Regions from separate parts of the Columba livia genome. Here region 1 is linked to region 2. Evidence: chromatin contacts called from public Hi-C data. All regions are on one chromosome and are shown on one strand. Each heading gives the region's core, a stretch centred on a gene start, on an enhancer-like site or on the middle of the called end of the contact. The rest is flanking DNA. Distances are from core to core; before and after follow the strand shown. Region 1 has its middle 87 kb from the start of NEUROD6. Region 2 holds the start of ITGA9 (integrin subunit alpha 9).

The links. Hi-C and Micro-C count contacts between places; a contact is called where the count stands out from the background.
Region 1: a contact with region 2 is called in a Hi-C map of liver, with 2.6 times the contacts expected there. The contact joins the enhancer-like site here to the promoter of ITGA9 in region 2. A contact is called at or near these places in 2 of 2 Hi-C or Micro-C datasets (crop and liver).

The regions. Positions count from the first base shown.
Region 1 is chr2:55,915,678-55,919,649 of bColLiv1.pat.W.v2, forward strand. No RefSeq gene overlaps it. Among named protein-coding and RNA genes, the nearest start is that of NEUROD6, 87 kb to the right of the region's middle. Within about 2 kb of position 2,009, at least 1 of the 3 cell types and tissues checked has an H3K27ac peak away from gene starts, as active enhancers do.
Region 2 is chr2:55,677,154-55,681,130 of bColLiv1.pat.W.v2, forward strand. ITGA9 (integrin subunit alpha 9) reads left to right here and starts at 1,445. Exons shown (of 28, transcript XM_065052058.1): 1 at 1,445-1,739. The coding sequence starts at 1,570.

The DNA.
Region 1 (3,972 bases), core at 759-3,258, 240 kb after region 2:
CTTGAGCTTACCCTGTTTAACCACGCAGGTCTCCTGGCTCCCTTCCTTGACTTCCTTGTCGGGATGCTCTGATCTTGAGCTTGGTAGAGGCAATCCCTGAATACTAACCATCTTGGGCCCCTTTACCTTCAAGCAGTCTTGCCCATGCAATTTCCCCTAGCAATTGCTTGAAAAGGCCAAAGTTAGCCCTGCTGAAGTCCAGGGCTGCAATTCTGCTTGCTGTTCTGTTCCTGCCACACAAGATCCTGAACTCCACCATTTCATGGTTGCTGCAGCCAAGGCAGCCCTTGACATTTACTGCTTCAACCAGACCCTCCTTGTTAGTGAGGATGAGATCCAGCAGTGCACCTCTCCTCATCAGCTCTTCCACAATTTGCAACAGAAAGTTATCATCAAGGCACTGGAGGAACCTCCTGGACTGTGGCTGGCTGGCTGAATGGTCCTTCCAGCAAACATCAGGGAAGTTAAAAATCACCCACAACAACCAGGGCCTGTGACTGTGAGACTGCTCTCAGCTGCCTGTAGAAGGCCTCATCAACTTCCTCACCCTGATCTGATGGCCTATAACAGACACCCACAACAACATCACCCCTGCCAGCCTGCCCCTTAATTCTCACCCATAGACTCTCAACTCGCTCCTCATCTGTGCCCGGACAATATACTGTAGTTGCTCTCTCACGTTAAAGAGCAACTCCACCATGGCGCCTGGCTGGCCTGTCTTTCCTGTGAAGGACATAGCCATCCACAACCAAATTCCAGTCATGTTATGACTGCTTCTGTGGCTTTGTGTTGTAGCAATCACATATCATGAAGTGCTAATAAATGTTTATGCTTTGTTTCCCTGTCCTTTTTTTTTTTTTTCTTTTTGTCCCCACAGCAGAGACACAGCACTTTGAGAAGTGGCAGAATGAAAGCTCGGAAGGACCAAGTCCCCTCCCTGGGGAGCAGGTAGGCCCTCCATGCACCACCAGGATTGTGATGACTGTTGCCATAACAAGCACTTGAATACTGAAATAACAAGAGATCCTGTGGGAATGTGAATCTCGATCCTAATTTTTACCTATGAGTAAAATTTCAGTGGGACTGTCAATGGTAATGTTGGAGTGAGTGTGCTGTTTAGCAGAATCATTTTTAGTCCTTGAGCCTGTTACAGCAGACATGTCTGAGAGGAGAAGTTATGACTAAAGTTGTAATCAGTTTAGTGCTGGGAACTCTTCTTTTATCAGGGTCTAGGCAGGATCAAAAACTCATTTCTTGTAGACCACCATCACTTGTCACATTAAATTAACTACTAGGTGATTTTAAATATGTGCTTTTAAAGCTGAATAAAGCAGACTCAGCTGTCTCCTGAGCTGCTGTTCTTTGCACATTGATGTTACACTGGTGCCCAGATGTTCCAAGCTCTAGACCCTGTTGTGTAAATAAAATAAATGCTCCAAAGCTTCTGTAGCGTTAAAAGATCCTTCAGGATTTTCATCTTTATCCTACAGATTGATCTCAATTATGTAAAAATCTGCTGGTCATTGAGAACTCCATGGTCAGCACAAGTAGTGTGGAAGAAAAACAAAACACAAAATTTTGTTTTCAGCAAAAGTGACACTGACCCTATGATTAAAAAGTAAGTTGTTCTAGTATAGCATAGCATTCTCTTTGTTCACTTCTGAACACATTTTGAATGACAGCTGCAGTTTCAGCATAGTATTTTGATATCAGACAAGTTTCCTTTGTAAATCATATTTACTTGTTTGACCTAAATTACTAAAAAGTCAACCACCTGGCTCTGCCAAATAATGAGTCTATGCCCTGCTCTAGCAGTGGTGTGCTATAGTAGTCTTAAAACTGTAGGCTAGGTTAAGAAAATATGGGTCATATCTCCTAACATAATACTCTCCTCATTTGTCCTGAATTTAAATCACAAGTGTATTCAAAGCCACCTTGGATAATTAGCATAATCTCCTTAAATTGCTTGTCTCTCCTGCTGCCTACAATAATACCACAAAAGCATCCTGTTGTGTCACTTACTGTAATGCCCTGAGTCTGTTTCATCTCCTTGCTCCATTTTTCTGTATCCATTCATTTCATCGACCTGTTTTCTGGGACTGTAGAAACTGCCAAATTGGTGGGGCATGGTGGTGGTTTTTGTTTTTTGTTTTTTTTTTCATTATTTGGCATGTCCTCATGTCAGTCTGTAACTTCAAACACTCTATTATGGATACAGGAAACCTCAGGCTACTTGAAACCTGGATAGACCTTGAATCTTAGACAGGGAAAAAAAATGTTAAAACATTTGGTTGTTAAGAAAACATCTTGTTTAGTTTAGGTGCTTTCATTTCTTTATGGTAAGCACTTCCAGCACAGCCACAGCAGAGGTAATTGGAGCAGCTGAGTGAATGTAAATCTGAGGAGGATTAAGCCCACTGTCTATAAAGCTTGTGTAGCTCTTGAGCAATCCAGCAGTGATCAATTCATTATCATTACAAGGTGCCTGCCAAAGAAAACCTACAGGCTATTGAAGGCAAGATGACTGTAAAATTAGAGATCAGACCAACTCTAATGTTCACTAATGGATGTGAACATTAGCCTTGCAGCTTTAGCCAACTGTGCTGAAAGCGATTCTGGTGACATTTTTGGAGAAAGTGCATCAAGGATTGAAGATTTTCTTTTTTATAATTTAACATATTGATTTATTTTTTTTTATTTGGAGTTAAATTGGCTGAGGAAAGAAAGAAGTTGGAAAGGATACTGGAAGTGGAAAGGAATGGAGATTGCCTACGGCTTGTCTTAAATATTCCTTTCCTAGATTTTTTCAATATTCAGCAACAGAATTTCTGAGTGAACGTTTTCTCCCCACAAAACTTTATTTGTCTGCTTTACAGTCCAGTGCTAGTGCTGTCAAGCACTACATGCCAAATGAAACATCGGAGGCAAAACTGACACCATGTAAATTCAAAAAAAGCCAAATTTATGTGTACACAGAGCTACTCACTACTAGTGAGCAGGTCTTGAACAATAAGTAGAAAACCCAAATAATTTCTGCTGTCTTGACTGTTTTATTGTTAAATAGCTGTGGTAACCACTTAAAGAAACTATGATTTTTGCAGTCCTTAGGAAGCAAATGACCTCTGCACAGCAAGTGACTTGAAAGATAGCTTGATGTGTAAGCAGTGGTCTAATTTCCCTATTAGATTCTCCATCACATCAAGAAAGTTACTTCGATTAATTTTTTTGTTGCAGAAATGACACAGAAACAAAACCTAATTCCACTCCTTTTTTTTTTTTTTCAGCTATGCTGTGTTCATTATTCTGACTGAACTCCTTTTACACTGTTAACAGTCCACAAGTACCCCCGTGATTACTTCTTTTTAACTATTTTATACACTACTTTATCATGTTAACTTGTAACAGGCTCCATTATACAAAGTAGAACTAGAAGTTACATGCAAAAGCCTGGGCAGGACTTCTTCACTGGCAGCCGCTGGGATTTTGGGTCAGTTACACATTTCAGGCATTTATTGTCTTTGTGTCAACTTCAAAAAGCACATTAAGAGAAACCCAGGGTTGTTGAAAAGCTTTCTTTTTACTGGATTTTCTGAAGACTTTAAGCAGAAATTTCTATTACGCATGCCAGGCATCTGTGTGGTCACATACTGCCACAGAATATTTTGCTTATTCCCCATAGCAGTTCCGTGTGAGTTTTCTATGGAGCCAAATGGGACCCACAGTTCCCTTGTCTGCAGCTTGCCTGGGGATACTGCCCAAGGCAATTCCCCATGGCCGTGGCCCAAAGACCACTGGCTGTGCTGGCACGCAAAGCCCAGGACTATGAGATGAAATCTGGATCAGCCCCACTGGCTTCAGAGTGTGCTCATCCCAAAGACATGCCTGGAAAATGAGGTGAAAATTTTGGGAATATGAGGCTCATACAGGAACCCCGGAGAAATAACAAGCGATAGGATGGGGGAAATGGCCTCA
Region 2 (3,977 bases), core at 195-2,694:
AGGATGATATGTCACCCTTGTCTTATCCACTGGAGAAAACTATCTTCTTGCCTTAGCTCTCACTCATCTTTGATTGTATGTTTGACTAATTATTTTCCATGTCAGATAGCCTAAAATATCAGAGCGATTACTTTCAGCTTCTACTTAGCCGTAAAGGTTGCCACTTCTTTTTTCAGACCTAAAGGATATATGCTAGAAAACACAGGTCTGTTTTTTTGTTTGTTTTACAAATTATTTTCATTCCTGTCATCCTAATAAAACACATCACCTCTCCCCTCAGTTACCCTTTGCCCAGGAAAACCTCACATTTATTTCAGCATAATGTGAATCAGGACCTTCTTCCATCACACTGATGATGAAGTGGTCCTCTCCATGTGCCAAACTCAAGTGAGGCTGATGGTCTCAAGTCGAACAACACAAGGCAGGACCGATTCTTCCAGCACCTCTTTCTGGTCTTTGTCTCTGTGGCTTCCCGCTTCTGCCTCCAGACTCCTGATGGTCACCGCTCTGGTGGTGTGGGTGAGGGACACATGAGAATAGAGAGGAAGGTGGAAAAACTAGATTGTCACAGCTGAATCACAGAATCGTAGAGTAGTTTGGGTTGGAAGTGACCTACCAAAGTCAGCTAGTCCAACCCCTCAGCAATTAGCAGGGACATCTTCAACTAGATCAGGTTGCTCAGTGCCCCGTCCAGCGTGGCCTGGAATGTCTCCAGGGATGGGGCATCTACCACCTCTCTGAGCAACCTGGGCCAGTGTTTCACCACTCTCATTGTAAAAAATTTCCTCCTCATGTCTAGTCTGAATCTCCCCTCTTCTAGTTTAAAACCATTATCCCTTGTCCTGTCACAACAGACCCTGCTAAAAAGCCTGTCCCCATCTTTCTTATAGGCCCCTCTACGTACTGAAAGGCCACAATAAGGTCTCCCTGCAGCCTTCTCTTCTCCAGGCTGAACAAGCCCAACTCTCTCAGTCTGTCTTCACAGCAGAGCAGTTCCAGCCCTCTGATCGTCTTGGTGGCCTCCTCTGGAACCCCCCAACAGGTCCATGTCTTTCCTGTGCTGAGGGCTCCAGAGCTGGACACAGGACTCCAGGTGGGGTCTCACCAGAGCAGAGGGGCAGCTGGAGGGCTGTTCCATGGGGGAGCCGGGTGCAGAGGATGGCGGCAGGACCCCGCGGGACGCCCCGGGGTGCCGCGGCTGGAGGAGACAAGGACGGAGCCTTTCGGATCAGGGATGCCAGGGTGCGGCGCGGGGCCAGGAGGAGCACGTCGTGTCCCCCGGCGGGGCCGCCTTTATCGGCGGGCGGGAGCGGCGGAGCGCTGCCCGGCCCCGCGGCCGCCAGGGGGAGCCGGGGGAGCGGGGCGGAGCGGCCGGGCGCGCAATCCCCGCGCGTCGCGGCGCGGGGCGCAGCGGAGCCGCGGCGGGGCCGGGCCGGGCCGCGCAGAGCCCCGCCGCGGGGCGGGCACAAAAGCGCCGCGCCCGGCCGCGCCGCCGGGGAGTTGGGCTCGGCGGGCCGGGGTTCAGCGCTCAGCGGCGCCGGGACGGGCGGCTGCCCCGGAGCTCGCAGGATGCCGGCGGCTGCGCGGCGGCGCGGGGCGCGGGTGCTGTGGGCGCTGCTGTGGGTGGCCCTGGCGCGATGCTACAACGTGGACGTGGGTCGCCCCGTGGTTTTTCAGGGTCCCAACGGCTCCTTCTTCGGGTACTCGGTGCTGCAGCACTACCACGACAGCACGCGGTGGTGAGTAGCGCGGGGACTGCGCGCCCGGCGGCGGTAAAACCGCGGGGTTTGGGCGGGCGGGGGTGCGGCGGGCCCGGCGCTGTCGGGTCAACCACCGGGCAACCACCGGGGTATCCCCCGGGGCAGCCGCCGCTCCCGCAGCCGGGAAGGGGACCCGCGCCTGCGCCCCGGCTGTGGGGGCTCTTCCCCGCGTCCTTTCCGTCCCGTCGTGCGGGTGCGGTGGAGGCAGCGCTGCGGCTCCGCGCCTGTTGTGTGCGGAGAGGGGTTCACCCTGGTGTAAACCGAGGTCCCCCTCGTTGAGCGGTGTTGTAAGACGGGGTGTCCTTCCCGAGCTGGCAGCTGGCGCTCGGCATCGTGAACTAGCTGTCCCCAAGCTCCAGCGGTCCCTCGCCCGGTGGTTTGGTGCTTTGCGCAGCCCCGCTTCCTTGGGGGAAATATTTCGCACCTCATCTCCTTGACAGAAAATGCATCTGGTGTGAAAGATGACAGGTCGTGCCGTGTTAAACGGGAAAAAAAATTAGTAGTGATACCTCCAGTGGGAGCAGCGTGTTCAGCATTGACAGGGCGGATCGCTCCGTACTCTACCTTGCAAGGATGAAAATCCCTCTGGTGACTGGAGAGACATTTCCAAACCAAGAGGCGTTCATCTCCTCTGTGTGCCCGTGTGCCCACTCTTGGCATGAGGGACTGTAGAGGAAATGGATATGTAGCTTGCTTTTTTTTTCTTTTTTTTTTAAATAATGAACAATAATAGAAAGTTTGTCTACATCTTGAAAAATTATGCAAACTGGCAAGCTTCTTGTTTTTCCCGTTGACTGAAAAGAGCCTTGGAGCATAGTCTGTCCCTCTCTTGTCTGGGTCAGACGCTCTTTGTCAGAATTAAAACCGATTTCTTTTAATTGGACCCAGTTGATGTCGTCTGGTGCACTTCTAATGGGAATAGGAGCCACTGCTGCCAATAAACGCCCACAAAGCTTGTCTTTATCTTTTACGCTTAGATATGGCCCGATTACTCAGCTGTTGATGTTGGAACTGTGGTGCACTGTGATATAAATAAATGTATTCATGCCGGCATCCAGTTCTTTAAAAATGAATTTCTTTTACACCCTTTAGTTCAGTAGTAGTTGTGTGCTCAGCCTTTCTGCATAGTGGCTTTCATAGAGCATTCATTTTTAAGGACTTATCAGAAGACTTCATAGAGGAAAAGTGCTCTGGGAGAAGAAAAGCTCTCACTTTAAAGTAATGCTTAACTTGGGTCAGGAACTGACAAAGGATGCAAAGGCTGAAAGCGACTGCATTCAGCACAAACTGGTGGGAATTCACAGTGATGTGAATGAAATGCTGATCTAGTGGGGTGTGGTGGGATGAAAATGGTAGTATTTGTTGTTCCTTGTGTAGATGTCTGTCATTCTGGTTGATAACATGAATTATCTTCAGATAGCAGATGTTGGTGTGGGTTTTTGGTGTTTTTTTTTTGGGAGGGGAGGTTGATCAGGGAAGAGAATCTCCCTGGTATCCCAGTTTGTTTGGAAATGATGCTGGACTAGTAGTGTCGGGCGTCTGTCTGAAGGCAGCCGTCTGCAAGATGTCTGGTGCTCTAAGGTAAAAACTCCAGTTATGCGAACTCCAGTTTTCCGCAAATGGACCTTCTTCACCCAGAAACAAAAAGTATCTGAGATCAAGAAGTGTTTTTAAGTAAGCAAATTAAGTGTCAGCCCTAACACCTAGAGGGGTTAACAGCAGCTTAATGTGGTCAGGATCAGCACTGGGCTGTCAAAAATCATGAGGGTGGGATTGTCACCACTGATGGGAGAACTCTCTTCATTGTGTAAACGGGGAGCTTTTTTTCATGGGTGCTTCAAACTCCTGTCCCAAACAGAGGTTGGGATAAAAGTTCTGGAGATAGGTTTTCTACAGCCTCTTTGACTCTAGTTTGCTGTATGCAGTTATGCTTTTAAATGTGCGCGTGCAGCCTGAATATCAAGAGACAGCAATGAATCTCATTGATCTTAAAAGTGTATGCAGCATTATTCCAGTTTCTGAAGATGCCATCACGTGTACTGGATGGGCATTTTCTGAGTGCAAGCAGGGGTTTTTTGCATACTGCAAATAACATCGATTTTAAGTATTTAACTATTTCTTTTGGAAAGCGTGAAAGATCTGGACAATCTTCATTGACATTCAAACCATCAAAAGGCTGTACCCTTGTCAGTGCCCTTAGCTATGCCCACTTCAACT